Linked DNA regions of Mus musculus: all the other regions are linked to region 3. A link is a contact called in public Hi-C, HiChIP or PLAC-seq and promoter capture Hi-C data. All regions are on one chromosome and are shown on one strand. Each heading gives the region's core, a stretch centred on a gene start, on an enhancer-like site or on the middle of the called end of the contact. The rest is flanking DNA. Distances are from core to core; before and after follow the strand shown.

Region 1 (2,700 bases), core at 36-2,535, 1.1 Mb before region 3:
ATTCTCTCCATAGGCGGTGTCATCTAGGGGTATCTTTTCCATCGCAGGCTTCTCATGATGCAGGCGTCCTGGGTGAACACCAACCCGGTCATTTTCAGCAGGCGTCTCTCATTGGATAAGATAAGAGCAACATTCTCAGGTTGAATTTTTTAGGAATATACTGAGGCCATCAAGAGCCCAAGAATAGACAATGAGCACCCTGACAATGAATTGAAAGCCCAGTTTTTACATAAAAGTAAACTTATATATAATAATAAACTCTCATTACACTTTAGAATTTGAAATTCAAAGGAAGTTTTGCTGGGAGATATGGGTATTGCCTGCCTGCTTTCTTGGGACTGACTTTACCCTCCTATGGTTTTAAGGAACTGTGGCTGAGGGGAAAGAGCTGCTTAGAAGAATTTTGGTCATTCTGTCATCACCTTCTTTGTAAAAATGAATAGAAGCTATATGAGGATGCCCAAAAGAATTACTGAAATAGGATGGCATGTTTTGATTTGCAGATACCAGCAAATGTACAAATACAATGGGGTAGATGGTTCCTAAACAAAGCATGCAGGCACCCATTGGATAGGAACATAGGGATCCTAGAGGTGTCACTATGTTGTTTGGGTGGTCATATCAAATTATATCATATCATATCATATCATATCATATCATATCATATCATATCATATCACATCTCATCCAGACTGAGACCTTTGAGAATGCAGGAGTGCTATCCATAATTTTCTGGAAAGGCAGGATAAACAGGAGGGCTGTCAGAATTCAAAATCCTCTATTCCTAATTTTGTATCCCTTGGTTCTAAGAGCTCTTGAGTAAGACACATTGTGGATTTAATGACAGCCTTGAAATAAAAAGAAATAATTATATGTGTCCATTGTAGCATACATGCTGATTTCAGAGATGGTGAAAAGATGTGGTTTAAAATTGACAAAATTTATATTTTGACATTTTGAAAAATTGACAACATACTATCATGTTAGAGTTCTGAGGGATGTAGAACAATCAGAGCTTCTTCATCCCTGTCACGTGCATTCCATAGGACAGTGGCTGCACATTCCATAGGACAGTGGCTGCACATTCCATAGGACAGTGGCTGCACATTTCACAGGACAGTGGCTGCACATTCCACAGGGCAGTGGCTTTCTTCCTTTGGGCAGGCAGATGAGGGAGTGCTGTTTGTGGTGAACAGTCCAGTTTCTGTTCCCTAGCACACCCCAAAGGATGCCCAGATTCCTCCTTTCTTACTAGCCACTTCTCTGGACTGATCACAGCCATCATCTGGGAGACTCATTTCCTCATTCTTTCACATGAGGCTCCGTTGCTTGGTAGCAGTCCCAGGCATGTGCAGGGGTGACCATTTCATTTATTTCAATACAACCTATGGGAATGTCTTAGAAAGTTTCTAAATTGAGTTAATTGAGTTAGGAAGTCCTAACCAAAACTTGTGGATGTTTGGTGAGAGGTAAAAAGGCAAACAACAGAATCACAATGAAAAGTGAAGTGAAGGAGAATCCAACCAAGGCTTCCCTTAGGAAGATGATGCAGAGCAAGAGGGATAGGATGAGGAAAGCATCTTCTCCACCATGATGTCTATAGGAGGACCACCTCATCCAGGAGTGTTAAAGTAAGCTCACAGTTAGTCTGAGCTAATGATACATTGTCTTTAAAATGCAGAACAAAATATAGAGGGCAATCCTTATGAGAGTGATAGGGTATCTTTGGGGAAAGGGAACTATAAACTTTAGTTTGGGATATCAAGTCCATTTGAGAGAGGTTAGGGAGCAGGCCTTGTACCTTCCCAAGAGACACTGATAGCTCCTTGGAGAGAAGACTGAGGGTATGGAAGAGGGGCCTGGTCCACACTCACTTCCCAGAGACCTTGCTGTCTGGCATGCTATCTCTGCCTCTATTGAGCATTGTTCTCCCTTGGTGCCAGACTTTCCCACAATGCCATGCTCTCTTTGCTTCCTGTTCTCTGTTTTCTGGGGATCTCGATTCAGGATTGGTTTCTAGCATCTTTAATTTTCATGAGAAACTTATGGAGATGGGTGCTTACCTGTGTCTTCAAAGGACATATTTTGATGTCTGGCTTTGAAACTGTAAAGATAACAGGGAAAAGATAAATCCGAGGCTCTGGAGAAGTCTACAGAGAGCATGGAAGAATCAATTAAACACTGCACGTGTTGTTGCAGACTGCTGAAAGAATTTTTAACCATGTAGGTGCCATCTATCAATTCAGCCTCTTAAACCTAGGACTAGCACAGTACCGTGGCAGACAGTCTTAGCTTCTGAACTATGCCAAGTGTGGAAATCAAAGCAGCAGCATCCAGTGTGACCTTGAGAACACCTCTTCATTCTTTGATCTACATTTTAGTCCTTTCCAAGCATGGTGTCTTAAATAGAGCAGGAATTCTGAGGGTGTGCCTTTGAAATTTTGAGTTGTAACTAGAAATCAGCAGACAGCTGATTGCTTCCAGTCATTTACTCATTCATTTCGTTCAGAAGATAATTATGTACTGCTTCTTCTATTCCAAGCCTTGAGGGTAGAGTGAGGCATAAAGTGGGTGACTTGAGGGGAGGGGGTTATGATGGTAAGTAGTGTAGTGGTTGCCGATTTGACAGTTTATAGCATCATCTGTTAGACAACCTATGTCTTAGGGGTTTCTAAGTTGGGTTAATTGATGTAGGAAGTC
Region 2 (2,723 bases), core at 193-2,692, 1.5 Mb before region 3:
TGCTAGACTTTCTGTCTTTTTTGATTTCTGTTTTTGTTTCACATTTCATACATGTATACAATGTGTTATGGTCATAGTCATCACCTCCCATTATACACTCTTGTCCCCATCCATGCATGCTGACTCCTTTGTTCTTTCCCACTGCCTGCTCTCCCTCTCCCTCCACCTCCCCACTTTCCCTCTCCCTCCCCCCTCTCCTACTTTCATGTTCTTTTCCTCCTCACTGAGTTTAATTAGGGTTGTGTGTATGAGTATGGATGGGGGTTATTCAGTGGTCCTCCTCCCAAGCAATTATAGATCGCATGTCTGAACTTTAAGTTCTAAGTTGGAAAAAGAACAGAATACTTGTGGAATATAGCCTGTGTGCACCATTTAGGGCGTTGGGGTTTAGAAGGACCTGGGCTCAAATCATATCTCTGTTTATTGCCAGTTTGCAAAGAAAGAGTGTTTAGGGTTGTAGGGACATGAGAATTATTATTGAAAGAATTCCTAAAGTTATCTCAGGTTATTCTTACAAAAAATAACTTGCAGATTGTCCAGTCAAAGGGATGTGACAGAACAGGTTTACTGCCAGGGACCACTGTTCCACATCCAAGCCTTCTCCTCTCCAGTCTTCCCCAACCCTCCCCTCCCCTTCCTTATTCCTGGGTAGATTTATTAAAGAAAAGTGACAAAAACTCCTGAGAGTGGGAGGAGTTTCAAGGCAGGAAAAGCTGAAATTCCAATTTAATCTGGACCTTTGTTTGGGAGGGGAGAAATGTCTCTTCTTAGAATACATTCACTGGCCAAGAAGGTTAAAACATGGTTCCAGAGTGCTGAGATGTTGATACGAGGAGCTAAGGATCTGGTTTTAGTGGATAGTAAACTTGTTTATTACTTTGGGCAAGTAATTTCTTCTCTCTGAGTCTCTGTTTACTGATTGCTGGTGCATGAGTCCTAATAGTAACAAAATGCACATGAAGTATGGGTGACCCCTTTATAGGCATGCCGCTTGAAACTAACCCTGTAAACTACCGTTTGTAATAGCGCTCCACAGGTGGTATTTTTCTAAATCGAAGCAGAACTCAATTATCTGAGTCTCAACTTAAGGCAGAGCCTTTTGGGTAGAAAGAGCCTAAGGAGCGATTTTGGAGTCATGAGTCTGGAACACCAAACAGATTGATACTCTGAGCTGTTCCACCTCCCGCTTAAATTAACTGATCCCGGCGGACTTTTACCCTCAACAAATATGGCGCTCGCCTTGGCTTCGGCCCGAATGCCCTCACCCACGAAACATGGCTACCGCTTCTTTTCTCCTAGTGTTGCACGCTGGAGTGCGCAGGTTCTGCCCTGAGTTAAGATGGCGTCCAGGCAAAGCTCTTCTTGCCCGGTTTCGGGTCGTTGCAGGGCGGCTTCACCGCGCGTGCCTGGGTGACCCCGCCTTGTTTCCGTAGGAAGAAGCGCCGGGAAAGATGGCGGCGGCTGCGGTTTGAATTCCAGCGGCGCCGCTTGACTGAGAACAAGAGCTGGGTTGGAGGGGGCGGGACCTGGGGAACCGAGCGCGCCGCGACTGCCGGGGAACCAGTGGCGCTGCCGCCGCCGACACCGGCGCCACCACTCTGCGTTCACGATGGACTCGGGGATGGAAGAGGAAGGCGCCCTGCCTGGGACCCTCAGCGGTTGCAGGTGTGGCCCTGGCTTTGGGATTCGTGGTACCTGGGTTGGGGTTCCCGTTGATGGCGACTCACTCCCTGGAGGCCTTCGGTTTGCTTGGGGATGGTCTCGGCTGCGCCCCGAGTGTGGTGGGACCTGGGTGTCCAGCCAGCACTACATTGGACTGTGTGTTGTGTGTTCTGGAGTACTTTGAGGACGATGTGTAGGCTAGGCAGGGGGGCTTTTTGAAAGAGTGTGAGGAGATGGGTCTAATTAGTAGGGGGTGGCTGGAACTGGACATCAGAGCACTTAGGTGGTTGATTCTTGTTTGGGGCTTTGCATTCATTATGGGGAGTGTAGTTGTTATTTTAGACTTTGTTTATGGGGTCACGGGACAAAGTTCTGTGGAGCCTTGGCTAGAGATGGACAAAATTTAATTAAAAAAACGGCCTATACCCTGACCACGTAGGTGACCTTGGTAAGTTGACTTCCCCACTGAAAAGTGTACTAACGCCGATGTGCACTCACCAAAAACGGGATGAGAATGAAAAGAAGCAATGGCTACCCAGCAGTTGTATTGGCTGACATTCAACCGTGGTGAAAAGGATGATGACTACCACTATTACAAGTTGTGGCTTCTCTTCAGATCCCCTGGGACCAGAAATTGGATTATTTGGGGCATTTAGAGCGGGCGGATGGCATGAGAACTAAACTAGGAGATCTGCTAATGCTCTCCTCCTTTCTCTCTCAGCCTTGACTGGACAGATGCTGCATTCATACCTGCTCATTCATCTCTTAATCTGCCCTAGGCCCTCCAGGTGCCTTGTCATCTTCAGGATGAAGTTCTCTACTGTGGCTTCCAAGTTTCTCTATAATTGGCTGCATCTGCCTCTCTAGCCTCCCCACCCCCCACCCCACCCCTTCCCAACCCTGTCTCTTCTCCAAGCCCTCTACCCTGTGCCTGACTGCCAAGCTCGGTCAGGAACGATCTTACTGAGTTGTTCCTTGTTCTCAGGCTTGGGTACCTGCTGTTTCTGCTGTGTCCCTTATTTACATCCAGGTTCCACTGCTAGGAGATCCACACTGACGGT
Region 3 (2,890 bases), core at 150-2,649:
AGAGGAAACCTCTCTTGCGTTCTGCTGCTAGCCTCTCTCTCCCCTGATCCCTGTATGTTTCTTCTTTCCCCTCTACTCCTTCTTTGTCGATTATGCTGATTGTTCTCAAGTTCCTAGTCTGTAATTCAAGGATTTTTTTCCTCTCATTTTGCTTCAAAACTCCTCCTTTTTAGTCACTGTTTTTTAGGTTCTTCTACATTTTTCTACCTACTTCATCTCTCTCGTGTTACCTTTTGGGTAAAAGAAACATTGATATCAGAAAGAATCACAGCAGCGAGTAATATACAAGGTGCATTAACTACATGGAAGGAATATATATTACAATTTTTCTTTCAACTACACAGCAATCTCATTAGAGGGTTAGTTATCTCATCTTACTAAACAGGGAGAAAGTGAAGGCTAAGATAACTTGGCCAAGGTCCTACACAGACAGGATTCCAGTTCATGCCGAACACTTACACTTTTCACTATATCTGGATTCCTTTACATTGTTCAATATTTTCCTTTTGGTTTTCTGCCTCTCACTCTCATAGCTTCGACAGAGATTCCCACCCTGGACAATTCTTTAAAAGACTAGGAATCTACACTTCCGGTGGGATTTAAGCTTTGAGTAAAATAAAGCAAAATACAGAGAATCCGTACAATGTGTAAATTTAGACCATGAAAAAAAGGCCTTTCGTTTTACTTCAGGCAGAGGCCCTGCCTGCACCTCAGGCTGAATGCGGAGTTTTTCAGCTATCTGTATTCTTGTGTTCGTCTAGCTACCCTGGCCTTTTCCCTGTCTCTGGTGGTCCCTAGAGAACTTTGCGTTCTCTTCGGCTTCCCACTCTGACATCCTTCCCACGTAAGGAAGCGCGTGCTTAATTCTGGGAGGTTAAGTGGGCTCTCGCCTACACACAAAAACAATTTCCAGTAGTCACAGAGAAACACAGAGACACAACGGGACTCAGACGTGCGTCACCCCAGACAAAACCCACTCAGGTATGTACACGCAGTCACGTCAAGCTCCCGCATAATCAGAAATACCAGACGCTCGCGCATCACTCAGCTACAGACTCATTTCAGCTGGAATCACGATTCAGGATCTGCGCGCACATGGTTCTTTTGGGTGCTCCTGTAAGGAGTCTTGCAGCACTGTCCCCAGACCCATGTGAGTTCCTCTGAAGCTCATCCTTTGCCCACCCAATCTGCCCCTCCCTTCAGGCGGCCCCACTTCTCTTCTCCTCTCCCTTCTCTTCCCCCAACGCCCGAAGACGTACAAAACACTCCTTGGAATCTACCCCGGCACTCAGCTCCGCCCTCCCCGCCCCCGGCAGTCTCTCCCCCATTCATTTTCCTCCATTGCCAGCAAAGTCCCTCCCACTGCCTAGCCCGGCCTCCGCTGCTCCCCTCCCGGAGACCGCGGCGCACTTGGACTTCCCTCTCCATTCGCCAGCCGCCTCGCTCCGAGTCCCCGCGGCTGCGAACTGATCTGGCACAGGGGGTGGGCAGGAGGAGGAGAAGAGCGCAGGCAAAGGAGAAGGCGAGAGAGCCAGAGAGCCAGAGGCAGAGGGAGTAGTGGCCACCTTTTGGAGTCGGGATTCATGCCTGTCCTCGGGACCAGCCAAGGGGACTTTAAGGCTGAGTATGAGCCAGGCTGCTAGGAGCCAGGTACCCCCACGCCTGCAGTCCCCGCGCCGTCCCCGGTATGCGAGCTGGACGCAGGGCTCTTCCAAGTTCCCACCGAGCCGAATAAAAAGCGTCTTTCCGCTGCTCTCCGCCAAAGACGGACATTGACTCCAGGTAAGGCGACTCCGGGCGCAGCTCCCCACAGCCCCTCTGCCCTTGGAACCAGCCCCGGACCGCAGTCGGGGCGCCCCCGCCTGCGCCTCCCATCCCCCTTCCAGCACCCTCGTCCGGTCTTCCCTCGCCTCCAAGTCCTCTTCTGTTCTGGAGACTGGGTTTCCTGTAGATTGGACTCCATGGGTTAAATGCGGGTTTTAGTTAAGTGTCGTGTGTGTCCCCGCGCGCTCCCGACGTGTGTACCATGGTGGGAACTTGATGTGGTGCTAGTGTATGTTTGCCTGTGCAGCGTCGTTTGCGTTTGATGCGTGTTGTGTGTCTGTCTGTGTGAGTGTGTGTGTTTGTGCCCTATAACCTACTTTCAGCGGTGTGTGTGTATGCGTGTGTGTGTGTGTGTGTGTGTGTGTGTGTGTGTGTGTGTGTGTGTGTGTTTGCATGTGTGCGCGTCTGTGTATTTTTAATTAGATCTCTTCAGCTTGCAGGGAATGGAATGGGGTTCTTACTACAGTATCACGTAGCCACCGGGAAGCCCGCTGTGGACTTCCTCTTAGGTCTCTGGGCATTGGTTTGGGAGATGCCAGGAATATATACGGTGCCTTATTTATTCCAGTAATGATACCAATGAAAGAAAAATATCGTCTAAATCATGGGGTAGTGCTGCACACTTGAACTCACCGTTAAAAATGAAAGAGACATGTCCAAAACCCGAGACAAGCGAGATGCTGTCCCTTTAAATTCCACACTGGGCAGACTCCAGGATTCTGATGGGAATTTGGAAAGGCTGAGTATGGAGTGAGAAAGAAAGGAGGAAGTCAGGAATCTCCTTATCTACTGCATGACAAGTCTTGGGTAGAGATGTCATCCTGTCTCCCTGTTGCAATCAACCCCCCCCCCCAGCCTTTTTTCTGAGGGGGTGGTCTGGGTAAGTTTGCCTGAATCATCTCAGGGGAAAAGAGCAAGCATCCTCTGGCAATGTGATTGTCCATCTCAGTCACATCCAGCACCAGAGAAAATAGCCTTTGGGGCATCGCTGGGTGCTTTGGCAGGAGACTGATGTGTACTTTCCTAGGACGCATTCTTTTTGCCTTCTCCATCTCAGACAAGCTTT
Region 4 (2,839 bases), core at 53-2,552, 1.4 Mb after region 3:
ATTGTCCATGTCTGGCATTTAAACTCTCAGTAGAAAATAACTTTGTATTGTTGAGGCCACTGCCAGCGTCCATCTACTCTGTGCTTATAGCCGAGATGTGGTACTGCTACTTTCTCTTTAGCCCTCACTTCTTGTATAATAGGCAGTGAAAGCAAGATCACTCACATGGTATTGGTGCCCAGTCTCCTCCCTTAGTGCTCAAGGCCTCTGAAGTTAGGCCCTTAGTAAGTTTTCAGTTTCAGGATAATAAAATATAGAATGGGTCTCCAAACTTTCTTCTGTCAGATACATCAGAGTAGACCTCCTTGAATTTTTTTATCTGGTTCCAAAATAAATAAATAAATAAATAAATAAATAAATAAATAAATAAATAAAGCAAGCTCACATTTAGTTTCCCATGTTCTCTAGTAAGTGCTGAATGCAGTATGATCGCCTAGATTAAGGTTGACACGGGCATATGAGAAATTAATTTAGTTGTCACAATTTTATAATACCTCTTGCTTAAGAATTTCATTGGGAAATTTCAGTAATATTTCAAATTAAACCTGAAGGTTCACAATCTTTCTCATCTGATTTTGCCTAATGTCCTTTTATCTTTTCTGGATTCCCTTCTCTCACTCTCCCTCCTATTTGTGGATCCCTACATTCATAAACAAATCTCTCTTTTACCTGTTCATTGTCTTGTCTTCTATACAATACTCTCTTCCATCAGATAATTTGCTGTGGTCAGACAGCCATCTTCTCATTTTGTCATTGGGCTTTTTACTTCAAACTTGAAAACTAATTTTGGATAGCTTTGAACCGCATTGTATCTTAATATCTTTGCCAAATACATAATTAAATGTACTTACATAGGTTGTGTATGCTTTCCTGCCTCCATTGGATTGTAAATCCCTCCAGAGATTGGATAGTGATGTATATGATATCTACCCAGATACACATTCATAACATAGTTAGGAACATATTGGATACTCACATATTCATCTGATTTGTATGTAAAATGGCACAGTGTTTACACCTTGGAAGTTGCGACACACAGAACCTAATGCTACCAGTGATTCTGTGAGGGTGATAAACTTAGGTGACGATGACTTCAAATACTAATCACACTACATCAATATTATTGTGACTTCCTTGATTTCCATCCTTAACTTGTTGTCCTAAGTCCCCATAGTTTCTACTCACTACTGTCAAAATGTCCAGGAATGCAGGGGCAGATTCAGAAATGTTGTGAAATGCAGCCACACCGTGTTTAACAAACAACATAACAAAGGCATCTGTCACAACGCATCGCCTTCTGTTCCTGGGAGACTTCTGCCAGCACAGTGGCATGCTCACTGCCTTTTCTCTTCCTCTCTGCTCATTCTCTCTAATTAAACGTGGCATTCTCTTTCCATCACACCATGAAAAGGGCCCTCATTTTGGCAGGGAAATGGGGGAAGATTGGCTAGGGAATAAATCATGCCACAAGCAATGTTTCCTCCTCAGATAGAGAATTTGGGCCAGGTCACCTCTATGAATTGATTTACAGGGATTGAAAAAAATCCACATAAGCCCCTCTGAGTGACAGGCAAGCAAAAATAAAATAAGGAAAGAAAACATCTCTATTTTTGCACTCTGGTCATTAAAGCCTTAAATCCTTAGAGCTATGTGCTATAACCTCATCCATGCAATTCTTACTTCCCTTTACATCTACATTTTGTTCTTCAGTTTTTTTTTTTTCAGAAACAGAGCTAATTCTAATACTGTGTTTTATGGCTTCTTTACGCCCCAAGTTTATGTGGCTTCACCCCTTGGAATATAAACTCAAGTGTAATCACATTGACAATAGCAGCTTCTTAGAGTCTGTGCTTATGGTGCAGGGGGAACTGTGCCAAATGGTTTTAAGCATGTATCTCATGTAATGTTCACAGTGATCTTTGAAGGATATGGTATTTTTCCCATCTGTGATAAAGAAAATAAATAGTTTTTAAAAGATGGGAAATAAAGTCAGATTAAAATAGATTGCATGTCTTGTGTCTGGTGATAGGGATGAGACTTACGGATCTTGTTATAAACATGCAAACAAACAAGCATGTAATTACTCGTCAGTCCTCCTTTACCTATACATTTTCTGTGCTGCATGGTAAATTGCTGAAGCCTGAAACTTCTTACTTTAGAAAATCAGCTTGGCTTTCTATATGCAGAATTTTTTTCCTCTTGATTGTTGTCCTCAGTTTTCTTTTCTGAAAACTCAGATAAGCTCACTGCACCCAGAGAAGAACACCATCCTTCAGACATCTGTCCTTGCTGTCTGACAGTGTAATGATTTTTCAGCTGGCAAACTGTTATCCTTAAGATGTGCACTGCATTAAGGTAAAGATAATAACATCAAAATCGACTTGCAAGTTCAAATTACTTTGTGTTTTTAAGTGTTTATTTATTATTTTGTCTGCAAGAAAGTCTTGTCTGAATGTTTATATACATATCACATGGGTGCTTGCTGTCTCTGGAGGTAAGAAGAGGGTGTAAGATCCTCTGAACTAGAATTACATTAGGATGTAGGACACACGGTGGGTACTGGAAACAAATTCCAGTCCTTGCTGAAAGAAACAATTAGTCCTTACTAGAGATCCAGCTCTCTAAACCCTTACATTACTAGTGGCATTTAAAATATACTGATACATACACTTTATCTCATCATACTCAGTGACTGCATAGTATTTCCCTCCCTTCCCACAAATGCAGAGTCACTTACATATCACCAGAAATGTAGAAGGCTTAACGCTTCTGACAATGATCTTTAAACTTTGCTTTGCTATTAATCAATTTGTTAACTCACCAAATGTTTCCTGAGCAT
Region 5 (2,702 bases), core at 141-2,640, 1.4 Mb before region 3:
TCCATCGTAGGTTTTAAAGATTAGACAGATTAACTGTTCAATGTCTGGCACATGGTCTGAGTCATGGTTAGTGCTGACCACAATCCTTGTGCTTCATTGATCCTGAGTGTGGGATCATCCCAGGTCCTCCTTACTACATTGCCAACTTCTCAGTCACAGCTGCTTCTCTGGCCCCAGTGTGTGTGCTTGCCCTGTCTGGAAACAGCAGCAGGATCCCAAGGGAGAAATATAATGAAGTCCTGTCTATTGGACAAGTGACTCCTGCCTCTTCTGTAATAGCTTAACAAGGACAATACACTTTGCCCTGGTAGGCACTCTGATGTGGAATAATGGAATCTGTGCTTAGTGCACACCTTGGGTTCTTTTTAAAAAAACAAAAAACAAAAAAACATTATTTTAATTTAATTTTTTAAGTATGTGTGCTTGGCAGGCATGCGTGTCTGTGTGCTGCTTGCATGGATGTGCCACATAGGCCAGAAAAAGGCATCAGATCTCTGGGAATTGGAGTTGGAGATGGCTGTGAGCTGCCATGCTTGTTGGAATCAAACCAGGACCTCTAGAAGAGCAGTCTATGCTCTTAACTAACTGCTGGGTCATCTTTTCTCTAGCTCCCCCTCCTCAATGATTGCCATTTCCTAGCTAGCTACAACAGTTTGCAGTTGTGGTGTGGGCAGAACAACAACAGCAAAACAGTACAGCCATCCATACACAATGAGGTATGAAGGAAACGCAAATTTAAAAACAGTTCTGGAGGAGGCTGTCCTATCTGTTCCATTAGCAAATACTTTAGAAACTACTACTGACAAGGCTTTGGCACAGGCCTCTAGTGCTTTGATTGTTGTACTTGTTTTTCTTTTGTCATTGCTTCTTTGGGGAAAAAAACCTCAAAAATATGCATATCCTTTGACGTAGAAATTCCTCTCAGTGATTTTCCTGAAAAATTAACTCTAAAGCAGTAATAAAAGATACCCGCAGCAATAAAAAGGAGCAATGTGTAATAACATGTCTGCGGAGGCTCACACAGCTGGCGGCTGTGAGGATCCAGTGCATTTGTTAAAATTGGTAGATGAGAACATTGCATAGAATTGGTTTTGCTTGCTTGTTGGTTTTGGGGACAGGGTCTGGCCTGGAACTTTCTCTGTAGAGCAGGCTGGCCAGGTGTGACTAAGCTACCAGGCCAGCTTTCTTTCTCTTTTCTTTCCTCTTTAAATTGTTGTTTTTGCTGTATGTTCTTTGTAGGTCATGATGTAATAGAATAAATAAAGATGGGAAAAATTCCAAAGCAAAGTTAAAATAATATAAAAACTCAACTGCAGGTGTAGGAAGTGTAAAAGAAGCAGCCACAGCTTGGGCATGGCTGAAGTTGTTGGCAGGACTCGCTTGTTCATTATTATTCTGTTACTGTTGCTTTAGTGTTACAGCTGGCTCTGTGTCTCGCTTCTGCATCCACACATTTAACCAAACTTGAGTAGGAAATTCTGTCTATATTAAACATGTAGAGACTCTGGTCATTATTCCCTAACAATATTATGTAACAGATGTGTACAGCATTTGTATTGTTCTAAATATTAGAGCAATCTGAGAGTGTGGGGAGATTCTATGCAAATATGATACCATTATAGGAAGGACTTGAATGTTACTTTTGGTATCTCTCAGGATCCTGAAACCAATCCCTCAGGGACACTGAGGAACAATTTTGTGTATAGAATTAAAAACAAACATATGACCACAAAATCCTTAATTCCCTCTAGAATTGAATTTTGGTTTAGTTTTAAGAGAAGTTCATAATGCGTTTACGGTCTGATTTTGGATTAAGGATCTAAGATAGCCCCATCTTAGATTTTTGATTAGAATACATTTTTTTCTTTCAAATATTTGGGTGTCCAATTTTGTGATTGTTTACCAAATGATGATTATCTGATTTCACTATTTTTCAGTTTACAGATGAGTGTCTCTGTAAAAATACATTTGTTTTTTTCTTATGTAGTTATTTGTAATGAGGGGCAATTCATGCAGGGAAAATTAAACGTGAAAAATCACAAGAGGAGTTCTCTAGGTACAACAGCAGGTCAACAGTACAGATTCACAATCTTGACTGTTCTGCCAGTCAGAAGTCTGAATTAGGACTCACCGGGCTGAGGTAGAAGCTGTTCTAGGATGCATTTCTCTCGAAGGCTGCGGATTCCCAAGGCTGACCAATTTCTGGGCCTCTGGGCCCTTCCCATCCTCACTGATAGCCGTGGTTGCAGAGACATCTTCAATGGCTCTTGCATCTTCAACGGTTCTTGTAGTTATATTGAAGCCGCCTTGGTAGCTCAGGATGACATATGTCCTTTAAAGTCAGCTGATTAAACAGCCTGAATTTCATCTTTTGCCTTTATTCCTTTTTGCCGTTTAGAGATTGGGATGGGCACATCTCTGAGGGCATTTATTCTGTCAGAGCAACTAAAAATATATTTTTGAAATATTATAAAATCATGGATTTTCTCACCACTACTGCGCATGCACATCTTTGTGTGTGTGCTTGTTTGAGTATGTACACCCTCGTGTTTGGGATTGAACATGGGGCCTTGTGCATACTAAGTTTCTTACACTATCCCCAGCACTGATTGTGGTATTTTGATGTATTTTAATTACTTGCTCATCCTTAGGAAAATTCTACTTTCTCCCCTCAATAGTGGAAAATACTTAGGTATGATTGG
Region 6 (2,700 bases), core at 104-2,603, 1.4 Mb after region 3:
TCAATTGGATAACTTACTTTGGTGGTGAATATATATATATATATATATATATATATATATATATATATATATATATATATATACACATACATACATATATATACATACACACACATACATACAAATTGTTGGGCATTCAATATTTGGTCATAATACAGTGCCCTCTTTTATCATCATTATAATATGATTTCTAGTTATAACTAATGAATATATTACAACATAAAAAAACAGAAATTGAATTGATATTAAAGGCACAGAATAATACAGTAATTATAGGAAAATTCCTTCCTCCCAAGTATTTATTCATCATAATAAAATTTAATTTTTGTTCTTTGGAAGGGCTGCACCATGTAGTTATGCACACTGAGTCATGTTTATCTCTGAAAGCCAGCATTCACATCGCACATGACATCACATCTTTTCACAGCCTCTGCTGAACATCTGGAAAGCACATGTGTATGTGGAGACACAATGACGTTCTGATTTTTCATGAAGTCCCTGTTCAAATTGCATTGGTGTGTTGTCTTTAATATCTCAGTAAATGTCATGCCCAAGAGACTCATAGAGCTATATAAGTACTCCTTCTCATCCCTTCATGCTTTGCCTATTTTTAGAGGCACAGGTTGCCACTTCCAAGGCACTCTATTTGACAAATGCTCAACATGTGTTCTTCACAAGCTAAAGAAATTTTTACTTTGTTCTTTTTTGCTACACTCTCATCATTTTCTCAACACTTTCTTACAAAGCATCACCTCATAGTGTTAACATTTTTAATACTCTAATTTAAAATTTTAGTACCAATGAATATTTTTGTTAAATATACTGATACCCTACTTATATCAGTCCAAAAGATGACCAATGATCAATATTAAAATCTTATCTTGTACCTGTATCATGTTTATGCAGTGTACCTAATTCTTTGATACTTGAAAATGTATTCATCCTTAAAATTACAGAGAAATATAGTAAAGCAGGCATTAAAACTTCTGTTTTTAATTAGATTAAATTGCCACCAAACAGTACTATTTGTTCAATTCAACCTACTTCTGTATTCACTTTCCCTGAGTCTGTCTCACAATAGCACTATTCATCTCACCACTGATAGGGCAGTTTTGAATAAAGGCAACATATTTTGCTTAAGATCTATAATATCTAAGCTCTAGGGCCACATCCCAAACTGGATCCCTTGGATCCTTTTTTCTATTTTTATTCTTTCCACAGTAGGACACCCGAGAGACATGCAGAGAGTCAACCGAGCTGGACTGGGTGGGTCACAGATGTGTTGTCTTCTTCCCCACAGTCCATGCCACCTGGCACCACCTGTCCTTGTTATCCGGTGCCAGGTGGAAAGGCCACCTCATTCCACAACAATCAGAGCTTGGAATAAAAGCAGCAAAGCAAGCGACTGCCCTTTCCTGTGTTCTGTTTTCATAGCAATTGCTGCTGAGATAATCAGATGTTTGTTCCAAGTGATAATTTCTCATTTGTTTACTCTGGCCATTGGATGCACAATTGGGGCCATGGCTGGAAATGTAAGACTTCAGCAGGGTGGCTGGTGACATCTGAGCCTTTGGAGGCAAAATCAGAGGCAAGAGATATATTCATGACCAGAAATGAGCAGCAAGTACAGTTCAGGATAAATCCCAGATATCAAACATTTCCTCTGAAAATCTAGTCTTCAATTATTAGGACCAAAATTGTCACTGAACAGAGGCTCAGAAGCCTAACATCCCTTGGAAACTGCTTTTGCTCTTGATCTTCTGTATCTCTCATCTCTGAAAGAGAAGAATGATAAACAATAATGGCAGGATTGCAAAATGAAAAAGAAAATGTACTTTCCTATTTAAAATTATCTATTATTTTTAGACTGTCTCTGTGTCAGACTCTAGTCATCTACAGTAGAAACACTAGGGAATCATAGAACCGTGCTGTGGAGATGGATCCATCCATAAAGTGCTTGTCAAAAAAGACAAAGGACCTCTAGTTGGATCTCCAGCATCTATGCAAAATGTTAACAGTAGCTGTGCACTACTGAAATCTAGGTGCTAGAGGAAGAGACCAGTGGAGTTCTTAAAGGTCACTTACAAAACTATCCTAGACTAAAGCATGAGTGCCAGATTCACTGAGATAGCCAGTCTCAATAAATAAGTTCGGAGCATAATCAAGGAAAGACACCCAAACCTGGACCTCGAAGTACACATATACCCAGTATCACAATGCACACAACCAAGTACCCATGCATATACACACTATCAAGTACATATCACATACAAAGAAGAATGATAACAACAGAAACCATGCTAGCTGACCATCTCCTAATATTTCCAAGTATTCCTTGCTATGGCATCAACAGCCCTCTTGGCTCTTTCCTCTCAGTTCTTTGCTGCAAACAACTCCCTCTCTCTGAGTTTCTACAACTTTTCTCACTATTTCAATGTTTCTGGAAAACTTTATGGCTCAACTGTATCCTTGCTCAGGTCTCTGCCACAAGGTAATCTCTCAAGTGTGCCCTACTGCAAATACAGGTGAATCTAAAATACTCCCCTCTAATGCTATCTATCCTTTGTATCATTCATTTCCCCATACTTAGCTCCCAGGAGCTGACATGTCTTTAGCACAAACATTCACAGCCGGAGAAATTGATGTTTTAATGGTGTCTCAATGATGAGAGGACCTTCATGTTTTGCATTCATTGTTATA

What was found. Promoter capture Hi-C pulls out the DNA fragments that hold promoters and counts their contacts. A called contact is a pair of places that touch in the nucleus more often than the background predicts. HiChIP or PLAC-seq counts read pairs in DNA pulled down with a chosen protein or histone mark.
Region 1: a contact with region 3 is called in an H3K27ac HiChIP or PLAC-seq map of neural progenitor cells, with 15 times the contacts expected there. The contact joins the enhancer-like site here to the promoter of Brinp1 in region 3. A contact is called at or near these places in 3 of 39 promoter capture datasets (embryonic stem cells and stem cell-derived epiblast-like cells), 4 of 484 Hi-C or Micro-C datasets (cerebral cortex and cortical neurons) and 1 of 115 datasets of contacts at active chromatin or transcription factors (neural progenitor cells).
Region 2: a promoter capture Hi-C map of hippocampal neurons shows a contact between it and region 3, with 7 times the contacts expected there. The contact joins the promoter of Cdk5rap2 here to the promoter of Brinp1 in region 3. A contact is called at or near these places in 3 of 39 promoter capture datasets (cranial neural crest, hippocampal neurons and maxillary cranial neural crest), 2 of 484 Hi-C or Micro-C datasets (cerebral cortex and cortical neurons) and 2 of 115 datasets of contacts at active chromatin or transcription factors (astrocytes and forebrain).
Region 4: a Hi-C map of cerebellar granule neurons shows a contact between it and region 3, with 4 times the contacts expected there. The contact joins the enhancer-like site here to the promoter of Brinp1 in region 3. A contact is called at or near these places in 5 of 39 promoter capture datasets (the 3T3-L1 cell line, hippocampal neurons, liver and 1 more), 2 of 484 Hi-C or Micro-C datasets (cerebellar granule neurons and cerebellum) and 1 of 115 datasets of contacts at active chromatin or transcription factors (astrocytes).
Region 5: a contact with region 3 is called in an H3K27ac HiChIP or PLAC-seq map of VIP interneurons, with 14 times the contacts expected there. The contact joins the enhancer-like site here to the promoter of Brinp1 in region 3. A contact is called at or near these places in 2 of 39 promoter capture datasets (the C10 cell line and hippocampal neurons), 2 of 484 Hi-C or Micro-C datasets (cerebral cortex and cortical neurons) and 2 of 115 datasets of contacts at active chromatin or transcription factors (VIP interneurons and neural progenitor cells).
Region 6: a Hi-C map of cerebellum shows a contact between it and region 3, with 3 times the contacts expected there. The contact joins the enhancer-like site here to the promoter of Brinp1 in region 3. A contact is called at or near these places in 4 of 39 promoter capture datasets (cranial neural crest, liver and pre-B cells) and 2 of 484 Hi-C or Micro-C datasets (both in cerebellum).

What each region holds. Positions count from the first base shown.
Region 1 is chr4:70,029,491-70,032,190 of GRCm38.p6, reverse strand. No RefSeq gene overlaps it. Among named protein-coding and RNA genes, the nearest start is that of Cdk5rap2, 380 kb to the left of the region's middle. Within about 2 kb of position 1,285, at least 4 of the 459 cell types and tissues checked have an H3K27ac peak or open chromatin away from gene starts, as enhancers often do. A contact at or near this core is called in neural progenitor cells, where this site is marked.
Region 2 is chr4:70,409,154-70,411,876 of GRCm38.p6, reverse strand. Cdk5rap2 (CDK5 regulatory subunit associated protein 2) reads left to right here and starts at 1,442. Exons shown (of 37, transcript NM_145990.4): 1 at 1,442-1,665. The coding sequence starts at 1,610.
Region 3 is chr4:68,952,906-68,955,795 of GRCm38.p6, reverse strand. It overlaps Brinp1 (bone morphogenic protein/retinoic acid inducible neural specific 1), which reads left to right and starts at 1,399. Exons shown (of 8, transcript NM_019967.2): 1 at 1,399-1,782.
Region 4 is chr4:67,588,689-67,591,527 of GRCm38.p6, reverse strand. No RefSeq gene overlaps it. Among named protein-coding and RNA genes, the nearest start is that of Gm23738, 590 kb to the left of the region's middle. Within about 2 kb of position 1,302, at least 9 of the 459 cell types and tissues checked have an H3K27ac peak or open chromatin away from gene starts, as enhancers often do. A contact at or near this core is called in cerebellar granule neurons and cerebellum, where this site is marked.
Region 5 is chr4:70,319,244-70,321,945 of GRCm38.p6, reverse strand. All of the region lies in intron 12 of Cdk5rap2 (CDK5 regulatory subunit associated protein 2), which reads left to right. Among named protein-coding and RNA genes, the nearest start is that of Cdk5rap2, 90 kb to the left of the region's middle. Within about 2 kb of position 1,390, at least 16 of the 459 cell types and tissues checked have an H3K27ac peak or open chromatin away from gene starts, as enhancers often do. A contact at or near this core is called in VIP interneurons and neural progenitor cells, where this site is marked.
Region 6 is chr4:67,521,079-67,523,778 of GRCm38.p6, reverse strand. No RefSeq gene overlaps it. Among named protein-coding and RNA genes, the nearest start is that of Gm23738, 660 kb to the left of the region's middle. Within about 2 kb of position 1,353, at least 5 of the 459 cell types and tissues checked have an H3K27ac peak or open chromatin away from gene starts, as enhancers often do. A contact at or near this core is called in cerebellum, where this site is marked.